Linked DNA regions of Sus scrofa: all the other regions are linked to region 4. The links are chromatin contacts, called in public Hi-C and HiChIP or PLAC-seq maps. All regions are on one chromosome and are shown on one strand. The core of a region is the stretch at or near the end of the contact, and the rest is flanking DNA. Distances in the headings are between cores, read along the strand shown.

Region 1 (2,700 bases), core at 156-2,655, 110 kb before region 4:
GTGGCCATCGTGGCTCAGTGGTTAACGAATCTGACTAGCATTCATGAGGACGCAGGTTCGATCCCTGACCTTAATCAGTGGGTTAAGGATCTGGCATTGCTGTGAGCTGTGGTGCAGGCCAGCAGCTACAGCTCCAATTGGACCCCTAGCCTGGGAACCTCCATATGCCATGGGTGTGGCCCTAACAAGCAAATAATAATAATAAAATAAAATATTGGATGGAGTTCCCGTTATGGCTCAACAATAATGAACCCAAAAAGGATCTATGAAGATTCAGGTTAGATTCCTGGCCTCGCTCAGTGGGTTAAGGGATCAGGTGTTGCCCTGATCTGTGGTGTAGGCCAGCAGCTGCAGCTCCCATTCAACCCCTAGCCTGGGAACTTCCATATGCCGCATGTGCTGCCCTAAAGAGCAAAAAAACCCAAAAAACAAACAAAAAACCAGACTAGATGTGTGTGTGTGTGTGTGTGTGTGTGTGTGTGTGTGTGTGTGTGAAATCTCAGAGTGGATAGGGAAGACTTTTGCGTAAAAAGGTGAATCTGCCATTGTCACTCTGCTGTGGTGTGCATTCTATCCCAGGAACTTCCACATGCCCTTGGGCACCACCACACACACACAATAAAGGGCAAGAAAAAACCATGAAGATATTTGGGCTATGGCAAGTGCAAAGAACCTGAAGTGGGAGTGTATCTGCTTTGTTCCAGGACCTAGAGGCCAGTGGGGCTTGAGTGGAGTGCGCCAAGAGGAGAGTAGTCAGAGAAGCAGCAGGGGCAGGTTGTAGGCCTTGGGAGGACCTCGGCTTTACTTTTGAGATGGGAGCTACTGGGAGTGTTTTGAGGAGTGGCATAGTTTGATTTACAGTCTAACAAGACCTCTGGCACCTGGGTATAAAATAGACTGTAGTGGCCAAAAGGGGAAGCAAGGATCCTAATGAGGAGGCTGGTGCAGGACACCTGACGAGAAGGATGGAGATGGAGTGGGATGGGACCTGGAGGAGATGAGAGGTGACAGATTTTGGATCTGTTCTCCAGGCCAAGCCATAGGATCTGCTGATGAGAGGTGGGGAAAAGTTTCGGCGCGGGGAGACTGGAGGATGCAAAGAGCTTCCAGCTGTGCTCAGCGAATGCAAACTTCATTAGTGGCCTAATCAAAGGGTGGAGAGTAACCGCCGAGAAGCGGTGTTCGGCTGCCTAAGGGTGGGATTCTGAGCCCATCCGACCTGGATTGAAATTCAGTTTCCTGGCCCCAGGCAGGTCAGAAACCAACAGAATTTTTATTTCTCCTGCAAAAGAAGCGAGGATCTTCCCGCGCACAAATGTGGTGGCAGCGGGGCTGCACAGGGGCGGCCTCGGCGCCCCGCCCCACCGGCCCTCCGCCCAATCCCCGCCCCCTCCCGCCCTCGGCCCCGCCCCGCCCCTCCCGCAGGGATGCCAGCGCGGCTGCGCGGGTGAGTGAGGGTCACGGGGTCCGAGTTCGCCCGGGAGGGGAGTGGGAATGCCGGGCCTCGCGGGACGGAGCGCTCCGGACGGTTGTGTCCCAGGCGGAAGCAGCTGCTGGGTGGCCAGCGGGCGGTCGCGGGGCGAAGGGGCGCGGGTCCCGAGACAAGCTTCCGAGGCACTTCCGGGGCTGCCACTTTCACTTTCTTTTCCGTTGAGGCGGCTCCGCTCTCTCTCCTGACTGACAGGAGCCGCCCGGAGGGGAGGGAGTTGGGCTAAAATCCCGGGCGCCGGGGGGCGCTCCTGGTCCCAGCAGGGAAAAGGGGCTCTTCTCCGGGGACGGCTAGCACCCGGGCTGTGCGGCGTCGCTCCTACCCCGCCGGGCCTGGCCTGTTTCTTCTGTCGCCCTTTGCAGGCTCAGCCTGGTGCCTCTGCCATTTCACCTCCCACTCGGGGGCACCCGGCCGGTTCTCTATCCCAGGCCCCCATCCCCAGCCTTCGGGTAGAGTGATGCTACCCGACTGGCCCCGGGGACACCGAAGCACAAAGAAAGCTCGGACCGCGCCAGAGGCCACCGGCCGGAGCTGAGTTGCTCGTGGTGGCCTGTCCTCTACCAGGTGACCCAGGGACAGCATTTCCCCGGAGCTGCAGCCCCCGCCTGGGGGGGATGGGCACAATCACGCGAGATGGACGAGAAGATCAAGAAAGGTGGGCACAGGCTGGAGGCGACTGAGAAACTTTGGGTGGGAGGGGGGCCCTGCCAGGACCAGGCCTCCCCTGCTCAGAAGGGCATTAAACCTCCCCTCCCATTGCCCTCTTGCCCCTCTCTTTCCTCCCTTGGGGCCCGGTTGCTTCCGGAGGCATCTTGTCATTCATTTATTTGATGCCTCTTGAGGCCTCCTGGGCCAGCTATGCTGAGAAGGGAGTGGGGAGTTATCCGAGGAGACAGGAGACCTCCCCTGCTGTGGGGAACAGACTTCTATTACCTGAATACTGGGGGTCCTTGCCTCCTCTCTGGCCCCCTCTGCTCACTGTGGTAGAACTTAAGTTAGGTCATGTGACCGTCCTGCTCATGTACCCCCCTGTGTTCCTTTGTTCTTAGGACAAGGCCCAGGGCCTTTGGATAGCCCACAGGCCTGCTAGCTTCATTGACCTCAGGGTCCTCCCATTTCCCCTCTTATTCTGCTGGAGCCCCAGGGCTTCTGTTCTAATCCACCCATTTCTTGCTCAAGACCTTTCCCTTTCTCTCCACCTGGAACGCTTT
Region 2 (2,700 bases), core at 65-2,564, 130 kb before region 4:
TTCCTTAAGATCTTAGTTTAAACATCACCTTCCTGATAAGCCCTGCTGAAAATAGCTACTTCCCAGCCATATCTTATAGAGAATAAATCTATGCTATTTATTCAAGAAAATATATGACACATCATCTATTTGAAATTATCTGGGCCTACTGATTTTATTTTCTTGAGAGTGCTCTGTCTCCCCACTGATTTATAAGATCCCTGAGGATGGGGGTGAGTCAAGCTTGTCACCACTGTCATCCAGCAATTAGAACAGGGTCTGACACAACATGAAGCAGTTAAGAATGCATAAGTCAACCCAGCACAGTCTTGCTTCAGTGAGGCCCTGGAGAGACAACATCCTGCCTTTCTTTGCCTCTTATGGCTGTAGGAGAGCCCAGTCAGTCTAGCTCCTGGTGTAGAAAATGAGTTCATTCATCGCTCCAGGCTGGGGGAGTCTCCAGGGTTAAATCAAATCCCAGAACCTCCTGGTATGCTCTAGGGCTCTGACACACACACACACACACACTCAGAGGAGCTGATCCCTAAGGTTCTGCAACCGGGGAAACAAAGCTAACTCCACCCACCTTCCCTTAACCTCTGTCTGGTGGAGTTATTTTTTGACACTGGTGAACTCAGACATCAAGGCCTAAAGGGAATTGGACCCTTGGGGCTGCACAGGGATGCTTCTCCAAACAGCTAGTGGCACCAGGGCTTCCCAGGCCAAGCGTGCAATTCCTGTTATAGGTGCCGGCTCTCCTTGAGCCTCCAGTTTCCACTCCTTTAGTATCTACCAGGTGCCGGGCGGCACAGCTCTAAGCGTTTAACATGTGTTAATTTATTCAATCTATTTCCTCAGGTAACACAGTGGGCACGCTTTGGCCCACTTTTCTTAACTACACGGCTGAAGTGCCTCTATTATATGCATGCTGTGAAGGCTACCCCACCCTAGTTCTCCCCGGGGCACAACAATTGTTCTATTGAGCTCCTAAATCCACGGCCTTTGCAGAGCTACCCCCCCACCCTGTAGCTGGGCCTCAGGCTGCTCCTTAGTAGAATGGGGAGAATGGAGCTTTCTGCCCGCCCAAGGTTCTCCTATACTGCAATGAAACAATGGCGGGAAAGTGCTTTATAACCCGGGAAGCACGCAGGAAACTATCACTGTTCTTTTTCTCTTCAGGCCCATCCTGAGAAGGTAGGATGTTCTTCCGTTTCACAGGTGGGAAAACTGAGGCCCAGAAAGGCAAAATGCTGTTTCCAAGGTGAAAGGGAAAGTCGGTGGCTCGCCTGCGGACCACACACGAGGAGCGGGGCGGGGCGCGCTCTAGCGGGGACCTCAGGGGGCGGGGCGCAGGGGATGGTGCAATCCCCCGCCGGAGGGCATCAGGCGGCGGCTGATTAGCTCAGGTTTACATCACCCGGGCCGGAGTTGAAGCCCGGCTCCCTGCGCTCCCGAGACACTCGCGGCGGAAGCGGCGGCGACTCGGCACACATTCCGGCTGCTGGGGACCCGGGCCAGAGCCCCATCCGGAGCCGACCTCAGCCGGGGCCGAGCGGCCTGGGCCATCGTGGGTGCCTGGCGACTCTTGAGCTTGGCCGGCACCAGGACCCCGCCGCTGGCGAGGGCAAGGTACCTGGCGGGAGCGGGAGGTGGTGGATAGAGGGGCGACCCGGAGCCTCCGTCCGGTCCGGGGGGCGATCTGGGCTGAGTGTTCCCGCTCGGACCCGGTGACGCGGCCCCGCGGGGCGTAGGGTCGCCGAGTGCAGCCGACGCGGGCGGGCGCGAGGGTGCGCCCCAGCGGGGCGTGGCAGCGTGTCGCCGGGACGGAGGGAGTGGGGACTGTGTTGGCCCCACGCCGCCCCCGCAGGGGTGTGTAGTGTCTGCGTTTGCTGGAGTGTGGGGCGGGCTGGGGAGCTGTGTGGTTGGGTGCGGGGAAGTCTGTGGGGTCCCTGGCGGCCAGGGGGCCTCTGTAACTGTGGGGTGTGCCGGTGCGGATCTGAGTCCGCGTGGGCCAGTGGGGTCCTGATGAGGCCGTGTCTCCTGGGCGCCCGCGGCAGGTGCTGGCGGAGTTGTGCGGAGACCGGCCGGGGTGCTCGCCAGCGGGGCAGGCGCAGGGTCAAGGGCTGCCGGCGCGCGGCGTGCGGGCGTGGCTCGCAGGTACGCTCCGCCTGGAGGCCCTGGTTCACACGCTGTACGGTGCGTGCGTATTCCGTTCCTGCCGACTGTGTGTGTTGTACCTGGATTCTGGGGTGAGGGTGGAGCGAGGCCTCTTACCCCAGACCCGGGGCCCAGTCGCCTTCCCTTTGCCCGGTCCCTGCCCCGCCGCCGACCCTCGGCTCCCGCTGAACCTTCTGCCCCGGGACGCTCGCCGCTTCCGCTCCCACGAGACTAGCCCAGCTGCCCAGGCCGGGGCGAGGCCACCTACTTCTTTCGCGCTGGGGTCGTGGCGGGGAGGGAGGGTCAGACGAAGCGTGTGGCCTTGGTAACTGTCCCGCAGTCGTGAGTACATAGTTATGAGAGCTTTGCTGGCTTGTGTATGCACATCTGCCCTTGGAGGGCGAGATGTGTGTCACTTAATGATGTGTGCACCCCTCTCTGACCTGCATGTGTGCCTTGACTGGCTGGATTGGACAGTGTTTCTGAGGGGCGTGTGTACACCTGTCTGCCCTGAGTCATGTGAGTTATATGCGGTTGGTATGACCCGCCCTTGTTCTCCAGAGA
Region 3 (2,700 bases), core at 104-2,603, 110 kb after region 4:
AGGAGGATTAGAAAGAGTAAAAAAGACACGAAAGAGTTTTCCAGGGGTGGGGTGGGGTGGAAAGTCTGTGCAAAGGCCCAGTGGTGGGAGAGAGCACACAGGGCCAGATCCTTCAACAACAGCCAGGCACCGTGTTCATGTCACGGAAAGAGCAAGATAGGACCAAGTCTCTGCTTCTATGGAGTTCACACGAGGTGGGGAGGAGGGACAATAAAACCCAAACAAATGTATAAAATAACTCAGCGGGACACAAACCCTGCAAGGAGAAATACCTCGGGTTAAGGGGGGAGCCACAGAACAGGGAGGCAGGGACCTAACCCCAGAGGGGCAGCAGGCTCTCTGGGAAGCAGTTCCAGGCAGGAGGAACTACCAGCAGTGCAAAGTCTAGGACTGAAAGACATGCCTGGAAGCAGGAGAGGTGTCTGGTGGGGCCTCAGGGTCTCACATGGCCACCCTCCAAGGGTCTGGGGGAGGGGGACAAGATGTCATGCAGGACACCTATGGCCCCTCCCTCCCCTCTCATTCCTGCCAGGATCACACCAGCCTTCTCCAGCATCCTCTCTGAGCTGTGGCTGACCTGTTCCTCTCCCAGTTCCAGTTCAAACAAGGCCCTCTCTGCAGACAGGACCCCACCCCCACCCCAGTCCCACTGCCACAGCCAGAAGTGACCACACATCTTATCTTAGGATAATGTGGTGGCCATGCAGCTGGGCACTGTGGCCAGGCTGTACCACTTTCTTAAATGCCTGACCTTGGACAAGTTGCTTGAATCCTCTTGTGCCTTATTTCCTCGTCTGTAAAAGAACCTCTCAGGATTGGCATGAAGAAGCTAAGCACTTAAAAGAGCTCCTGGGCCATTTCAAATACCATCTTGATAGGAGTCAGAGATTGTTATTTTTATTCTCTCCTCCAATCTCCTTGCTCAAAGAGGAAACAGAGGTCCAGAGAGGCCCAGCAGCTTGCTCAAGGTCACACAGCAAATGCTGAGCTGCGGGGGAGACTGAACCAGTCCCGTCTGGCGTCCGGCGCATCCTCCCTCCTCTGAAGCCCTCCCAGCTGCCAGCTTCCCCCAGGGCCTCACCCGGATCGTGTCCACGAGGCTCTGCACCTTGGCCGGGTCCAGCACAGACGGCAGCGGCCGGATGAGCACGCTCAGCGGCACGTTGTGCACCGCGGCGATACAACCCGAGTGGATGCTGCCGCCCTGCGCGCTGCCGCTCGGCCCAGGTCCCTCGGGCGACCCCCGGCCCATCCCGGCCCTGCCCAGCGCTCCTCCGCACGCAGTCCCATCTCGCCGCCGTCGCTACCGCCGCCGCCACTAGACGCACCTCCTCCCAAGGGCTTTAACCCCGGCCGGGCCGTACCATTCTGCGCAGGCGGCGGGGGGCCCGGCCAGTGCGTCTCTCTCCCCCGGCCCCGCAGTGGTCCGGCCCATCCCCCGCGCGTCCCCGCGGGACCTCGGCTCCACTCGCCCGGCGCCGCGGGATGCACGCGGGGCTCCGGCTCTCCGCTGGGGGGCGCCGCACCGCTTCTCCTCTTCCGCTCGGCGTCCCGGGAGTGGAAGCGTCCGGGCAGGCTGACTCAGGGTGAGTCTGCAGGTCGTGGGGCGGGAGGGGCGCCGATGGCTGTGCGTCACACACCGGGGTGACTCAGGTCCGCGGGAGGCGGGGGCGGGGACGCGGCGTGGAAGGGGCCAGATCTGCCCGGCGAGAGTGAGTTGGCAAAACCTCGCTCTTGGCAGCCCAGCCTTTGGAGCCTTAGCGGTAATAGCGGTAGAAGTAATAATAATACCTACCAACAACAGTAATATTACGAGTCTGACGAATCTGGTGCTGTGTCGGGCACTGTCTTAAACACTTTGCATGTACATTAGTTTATTTAAACCTCAAAACAAGTCTGCAAACTAGGTATGATTAACTCCTATTTTGCAGACGGGGGAAACTGAGGCACAGCTTGGTTTAAGAGACTTGCCCAGGGAGTTCCTGTCGTGACTCAGTGGTTAACGAATCCGACTAGGAGCCATGAGATTGCAGGTTCGATCCCTGGCCTTGCTCAGTGGGTTAAGGATCCTCGTTGCCGTGAGCTGTGGTGTGGGTTGCAGACATGGCTCGGATCCCGCGTTGCTGTGGCTCTGGCGTAGGCCGGTGGCTACGGCTCTGATTCGACCCCTAGCCTGGGAACCTCCATATGCCTTGAGAGGGGCCCAAGAAATGGCAAAAAGACAAAAAAAAAAAAAAAAAAAAAAAAGAGAGAGAGAGAGAGAGAGAGACTTGCCTAAGGTAATGAGCTAGTAAGTGGCTCGACCAGGGTTTGAATCCTAGCAGCCTGACTTCAGAGTGTGTTCTGTACCCACTGTTGGTTTGTATGTTGAGATACCTGTGACTCAACTCAGAATGGCTATAAGCGTTAAGAAGATTTGTATTTTCACATAATTAAGATGTCTGGAGGTAGGCATATCCAAGGCTGGTGAAGAAGTAGCTGAACAATGTCAGGATGGAGACTTAAGCCTCCTGTTGAGATTAAGGTGAGGTACCTTTCTCTGGGGCTAATGTAAGTTTGGGACTGGAAGCTGGAGACATTCTAGGATCTATGCAATATCCTTTTGTTTTAGTTTGGATTCTCCCAGAAGTAGATCCCAAGTCTGGGACTTGTATGCGGGTACTTTATTTGGGAGCTGTTCTAGTTATTATCACTGTAGCA
Region 4 (2,700 bases), core at 88-2,587:
CACAAATTATCTTATTTATTCCTCATCATAAACTTATCATCTAGGAAATATCATCACCCCCATTTTACAGATAGGAAAACTGAGGCTTACAGCTAAGTAGCAGTGGCACTTATATTTGAGAATCTAGATATTTACTGCCACTCCTTAGATGGAATGGGGTCTTCCAACTCTTAGAAAAATCTTCCTTTTCTAGCTTTCTTCTCATTTTCTCTCTCCAAGACCCCTTCTCATAAAATTTAGCAGTTGAAAGTTAATCAAGTCTTCCCTAATTTGCCACCTCTTTTCCAAAACTCTTGCCTTCCCACAAGAGCGATAGCCAAGAAACCACTTCTCCTGACCCTGACTTTGCTTCCCCAAAAACAAACTACATAAGCTCCACCCATGACCTGCCAAGGCTAGAAATGTTCCAATGCTGCAAAAACAAAAAACAAAAAAAACGAAACAACCCCCCCCACAACAACCGAAAAACAAAAACAAAATTAAAGTCCTACTCTTCAAAAGGTCACAAACTAACATGTATACTCTCAGTCAACCTTTCATTCGAAATACCTCTCCTCTTCCACCAAGCTCCCAACTAACCCTTAACTTCATTCAACTCTACCCGTTCTGCCCCACTACGTGGTTCCCTTCCCCTTTATCCCCAGTGACCTCGCCCCGGGTCCCTCCACCTTGCACTCTAGTGTGCAGGTGGGAAGCCCAGCCTTGCCCAGAGGGACCTTAGTAGGCCCTCACTCCAGCTGCTGTGCTCCGCGAGAGGGCCCACCCCAGCCTACACAGCCGGCACCACTCCCCTAGGCACCCTCCTCCAGCATCCCCCCTGCGGCCCCACCCCTCAAGCTCCCTTCCCCCTCTGGCGACCCCCTCCTCCAAGTTGCCCCCTAGTCTCCGCCCCGACCCAGCCCTCTCCCCAGCAATAAGCCGGACTCTCGAGAGCCAGTTCCCACCCTCACATCAGCCTCTGCCCCCCAGCCTCACTCCCCGCCCTAGGGGATGGCCCCAGGCCTCCCCGATGGGCTGCAGGGGCCCCGGCTGGTGTGTGTGTAGAGGGGGGGGCAGGGGAAGGCGAAGGGCCGCTCGGGAGTCCGCTGGAAGCGTGAGAGGCGGCCGCGCCCCACTGCCCCATCCTGGGCCCAACCCCACTCCACAACGACCTCGCCTGGCGACTCCCACGGTACCTGTGGTGGAAGCGGCAGCGGTGGCGGCCGCACTCCCCTCTCCTCACACAGACAATATGGCGGCGGCGGAGGAGGAGACACACGGCTCGGCCGCCAGCCGCAGGGCCCAGAGCGAGGCTGCAGCCGCCGCTGCCGGAAGCGGAAACCCCCTCGGACCGGGAGGCGGGGCGGGACCGCTTCCGACTCCGCCCCCAGCTGACTGTAGCAGAGTGCGGCCATGGTGGGATGTCCTATTGTACGCTAGGGGTTCAGTTCCGGACCAGGGTGCAAAATGGAAGGAGTTCTCGACATAAAGCATAAAAGCGAAGCTTGTAGTAATTAAGCACATTTTATTTCAGCGCCTGTATGAACTGACGAGAGAGAGAACACGAACCTCCCACTAAGTGTACAGTTGGTTTGACCCAAGGTAAGATGGCGGTCCCTAGTTTCCCGCACTTCACCCCGCTGGCGAGTCCTAGCAGTCTGCAAGCTGGCCCGCCTTTCTTGAAAAGAAGCATGCGCGACCTGCAGAGCTGTAGAGCGAAGCATTTTGGGAATTGAAGTCTCTTGCTGTGGTCCCTCGTTTAGGGTCAGGGCTTTAGCAGCACATTTTTTTTCTGCTCAGACTTCGAGTTCTGGAACAAGTGAACGAAAGTTGGACCCCGGGAGTGGTGTGGCGCAGGAGTCGAGGAGGTGATGGTACTAGCCCTCTAGAGATTGAGACCCGGTTCCTCCCTCATACAGGAGTCCTAGTTAGAGCTGCCCATGCAGGATAAATTTTCTCCCTTCGATCTGCCGCTCCTCCACCCCGCTTGCCTGAGCTATCTTCCTAAGGCAGCTACAGGGCACTTTCTACCGTGCAAAACTGATCTTGACGTCCTCTTGGTTGAAAACCTTTCAAGGCTTTCCTTTGTGCAGCAAAGACAGCCCAAGCTCTTCTCTTGACATCCAAGTTCCTGCATAATTTGGACACTCCCCACACCCTATCCCCAGCCTCTTCTACCCCTCTTACTTCAGCTTCCTGATGCGCCCACTCACTAAAACTGCAGACTATTCCTGGAACTTATCTGTGTTGCCTCCTTCCCTTTGCACGGGCAGTTACTTCTGTTCCTGTCACCTCCTGGACCGGCTAACTTCTGTATGTTACTCGAACTAATTCAGGGATCCTTTCCTTTGTGGATCTTTCCTCCCTTTAGTTCCTCCAGACCTAGGCACCGTTACTCAGCAACCCTAACCTGCCCCTTCCATCAGACTGTGAGCCCCCAGTGGACAGGGCTGAGTCTGATGATCACCCTGTTCCCTGCAGGCCCTGCTAAAAGCTGGTGTCTTAAGTGTTACTGAGAGGAATTCAAGTGTTAGCCTCAGACAGAGGTGTGAGGTCTGGAACAAGGGTGAGGAGGCTGGGTTATTTTGGTACCAGCTCTTATCCCTGAGCTGCCTCAGAATAGCTGCTTGACCCAGGGATGGCCCTCCCCACCCTCTCCAGTCCCCCTTTCACAGTTCGTCAGCTGATTGGCACCTCTGCTCCCAAAGAGACAATCTCCTC
Region 5 (2,700 bases), core at 28-2,527, 67 kb before region 4:
AAAGGACCCAGAGAAGTAATATGAGGAGTGAGCCCATTTCCATGCAGGATTAGAACAGGAGAAAAGAGGGATAACAGAATGAACCCAGAGACAAAATGTGAATACCTGGTGCTTCATCAAACCATGGGCTGAATATGTGGTTGGTTCTATTATCTTTTCCACGAAAAGACGGAAAAGTGGGAAAATGACCTTAGTCCAACCCAGGGAGGGGAAAAAAGGGTATTTTGCTTGGTAAAGAGGAAACAATAATTTGAACTGTCCTGTATTAACAGTATGGAAAACATAATGGAAAATACAGTGCCCAGAGAAACCATGATTTCATGGAAATTACTGTTTAGTGTAAGACATTACAAAAAATAGAATTGTTCTTCACACAATTAGATAACATTACAAGAGGTGGCACAAGATTGAGACAGAAAATAGACTGGTGGCTGCCAGGAGCTGTGGAGAATGGGCTATGGGGACTGATGGCTTTTCTTTTTGGAATTAGAAATGCTGTGGAATTAAGACAGTGCGATGGTTGCACCACCTTGCCAGTGTACTAAGGACCACTGCACTGGACACTTTAAAGAGTGAATTTCGTGGTAATGAAAAGAAATCTGTGGTCCAGGGAGGCCGTGTCGATCCAGACCTGAAGTTTGGGAAACCGGCCTGACCACTAGGGAGGCGGCCCGGGGAACCTGCAGACGTGGCCCGACAGTCTCGGCCGGCCGGGGACGAGGCTTGGCCTCGGCTCTCAGGGACAGCCAGTTCTCCTCTCCAGATGTGACGAGGCCGGACTCGGGGCCCCCGCCTCGTCCTTCCCACGGGGGACCCGAGTCTGCCGCCAGGGTTCGTCGGGTCGCCTCAGTATCCTCTGACTCCCAATGCCAGGCTCTCTTCCCCTTCAGACGTGACCCAGGCCGTCCGCCTTTTCCTCCCTCACTGTCCCGACCCCGGCCGCGGCCCCGGGCGCACCCCGCGCGCTCGTCTCGGGGCCCCCATCCCGCGGTCCCCTCGGGTGCCGCCCGCGCCTCGGCCCGCTCCTCCGGCAGCCGTCCCCTGCCCCTGCGGCTGTCCTCGCAGGCCGCTCCCCGGCTCCCCGTCGGCTTCCGTACCTGCCTTCTCCGCGCCGCCGTCCCAGCGAGGAGACGTGGGGCCGTCACCCTGCGCACTCCGGAGGGCCATGTCCCGGGGGCCCGGGCACCGGCCCGAGCCCCGGCTGGTGGCGGAGCAGAGAGAAGGCGCGGCTGCAGCTGAGGCCGCGGGATTCGGCGCCGGCTCCGCGGGCCAAGCTCGGCTTGGTCAGCCCGCGGCGCGCAGGCGTCCCCGCGCGGGCCCCGCCCCGTGCCGGCACGTGACCATCCGCTGCGCTGGGGCGGGTGGCGGCGGGGAGGGCCGCGGTCGCCGGGACCCGCACGCAGGCGCCCTGAGCGGCGAGCGGAAGCGCGCAGGGAGCACACCCCTCAGAGTTAGTTCCAGCTCAACTTCTTGGAGTGTGGCGCCCTCGAACAATGTGTTCAGGAGATTTTATCATTTGTTTCGTTTTCCTTATCTATAAAATGGAACTGATGATAAGCCCCTGAACTTACAAGAGGTCTTGGGAAAGTGCTTAGAGCAGTACCAAGCATATAGTAACTACAATTTTTCGCTGTATCTTTTGCTTACCAAGAATTTTACTTCCAGTCTCGTTTCCCCACAGGTACTCCCATCATCGTACTTGGTGACTTCAGGGTTTAGCAGAACCATCGCTTATGGTTATGCAGGTTGGGCACAGCACAATGCCAGGAGCCGCTGTTCACATAGCCAGTATTCCCTTTCAGTTGTACAAAACTGGCCATTCATCCAAAATGCCCATCTGTCCTGTCAAGTCTTTGCCATCCTTCTCCGTCTCCAGTGACAATCCTTTCTCTTCTCTCCCTTATATAGGCCACCCATTCACTCCGTCAAACCCCTATTTTTGTGGCCAGAGGCTGCCCCGCCTCTGAAATCTCCAATGCTAGGCACCCCTCCCCTCCCCACGGAAATTTTCATGATTCTAGTTGCCCGATGACCCTGAACAGTAATTCTTTATTCCGAGGCCTCTAACCCATGGAATCCATTACTGCTGACCCCTCTTGATTTCATACCCATCCTGCCCAATTCGGGTTCCGTGGTCCGCCATCAGATAGTAAGTCTTTTTTAAAAAGGTCCTTGGGTCCTTGGGGTAGCTTTCATGAGCAGAAAAGACTCTGAAGTTAATTTGTTCAATTTATTAAAATTAGAAATCCCCAAGTCGAGTTTTTCCTTAATTTCAACTGACAAATTTTACAATCCCATTCAGAAATCTAGTAAATTTTAACAATCACTTTTTGGTACTGTAACTGAGCAGGACCCTATGGGGCCTTCCCAGGACAGAACCTCCCTTGCCCCACACCCTCCCCTCCCCAGGGCCCCTGTCTGCCTCTTGCCTGGAGGGAGACTTTAGCCTCCCAAGCCTTCCCTGAGTTCCAAAGAATAAATATAATAAGAAAAGTGAGAAAATGTAAAAATAAAGGAAAATAGTCAAATAAGACAAAAATAATAATAGTTTAGCCATTGAACAAAGTGAAGGACTTTTAGCTCCTCCTCAAGGGCTATAGATAATATTTCTGAGCCATATCCTTTGGGTTGTTTTGCAGATACTGAAACCCCCATTAGGAGGAAGAAGCACGGAGAAGAAGCCCACAAGCACGGAGACCC

Evidence for each region. Hi-C and Micro-C count contacts between places; a contact is called where the count stands out from the background. HiChIP or PLAC-seq counts read pairs in DNA pulled down with a chosen protein or histone mark.
Region 1: a contact with region 4 is called in an H3K27ac HiChIP or PLAC-seq map of skeletal muscle. The contact joins the promoter of RBCK1 here to the promoter of CSNK2A1 in region 4. A contact is called at or near these places in 2 of 5 promoter capture datasets (fetal liver and liver), 5 of 47 Hi-C or Micro-C datasets (embryonic fibroblasts, heart right ventricle, liver and 2 more) and 2 of 2 datasets of contacts at active chromatin or transcription factors (alveolar macrophages and skeletal muscle).
Region 2: a contact with region 4 is called in a Hi-C map of omental adipose tissue, with 1.6 times the contacts expected there. The contact joins the promoter of TRIB3 here to the promoter of CSNK2A1 in region 4. A contact is called at or near these places in 2 of 5 promoter capture datasets (fetal liver and liver), 5 of 47 Hi-C or Micro-C datasets (alveolar macrophages, fetal heart ventricle, liver and 2 more) and 2 of 2 datasets of contacts at active chromatin or transcription factors (alveolar macrophages and skeletal muscle).
Region 3: an H3K27ac HiChIP or PLAC-seq map of alveolar macrophages shows a contact between it and region 4. The contact joins the promoter of SRXN1 here to the promoter of CSNK2A1 in region 4. A contact is called at or near these places in 2 of 5 promoter capture datasets (fetal liver and liver), 4 of 47 Hi-C or Micro-C datasets (adipose tissue, embryonic fibroblasts, fibroblasts and 1 more) and 1 of 2 datasets of contacts at active chromatin or transcription factors (alveolar macrophages).
Region 5: an H3K27ac HiChIP or PLAC-seq map of alveolar macrophages shows a contact between it and region 4. The contact joins the promoter of TBC1D20 here to the promoter of CSNK2A1 in region 4. A contact is called at or near these places in 2 of 5 promoter capture datasets (fetal liver and liver), 5 of 47 Hi-C or Micro-C datasets (embryonic fibroblasts, heart right ventricle, liver and 1 more) and 2 of 2 datasets of contacts at active chromatin or transcription factors (alveolar macrophages and skeletal muscle).

The regions. Positions count from the first base shown.
Region 1 is chr17:34,799,933-34,802,632 of Sscrofa11.1, reverse strand. RBCK1 (ranBP-type and C3HC4-type zinc finger-containing protein 1) reads left to right here and starts at 1,405. Exons shown (of 13, transcript XM_021078286.1): 1 at 1,405-1,447; 2 at 2,054-2,144. The coding sequence starts at 2,123.
Region 2 is chr17:34,818,206-34,820,905 of Sscrofa11.1, reverse strand. It overlaps TRIB3 (tribbles homolog 3), which reads left to right and starts at 1,314. Exons shown (of 4, transcript XM_013983169.2): 1 at 1,314-1,608.
Region 3 is chr17:34,581,030-34,583,729 of Sscrofa11.1, reverse strand. It overlaps SRXN1 (sulfiredoxin-1), which reads right to left and starts at 1,353. Exons shown (of 2, transcript XM_003134361.4): 1 at 1,082-1,353. The coding sequence starts at 1,252. LOC106506648 (a long non-coding RNA gene) reads left to right here and starts at 1,367. Exons shown (of 3, transcript XR_002339912.1): 1 at 1,367-1,586.
Region 4 is chr17:34,691,597-34,694,296 of Sscrofa11.1, reverse strand. CSNK2A1 (casein kinase II subunit alpha) reads right to left here and starts at 1,337. Exons shown (of 13, transcript XM_003134359.5): 1 at 1,176-1,337. It overlaps LOC110257457 (a long non-coding RNA gene), which reads left to right and starts at 1,376. Exons shown (of 3, transcript XR_002340068.1): 1 at 1,376-1,581.
Region 5 is chr17:34,758,956-34,761,655 of Sscrofa11.1, reverse strand. TBC1D20 (TBC1 domain family member 20) reads right to left here and starts at 1,277. Exons shown (of 8, transcript NM_001244620.1): 1 at 1,098-1,277. The coding sequence starts at 1,167.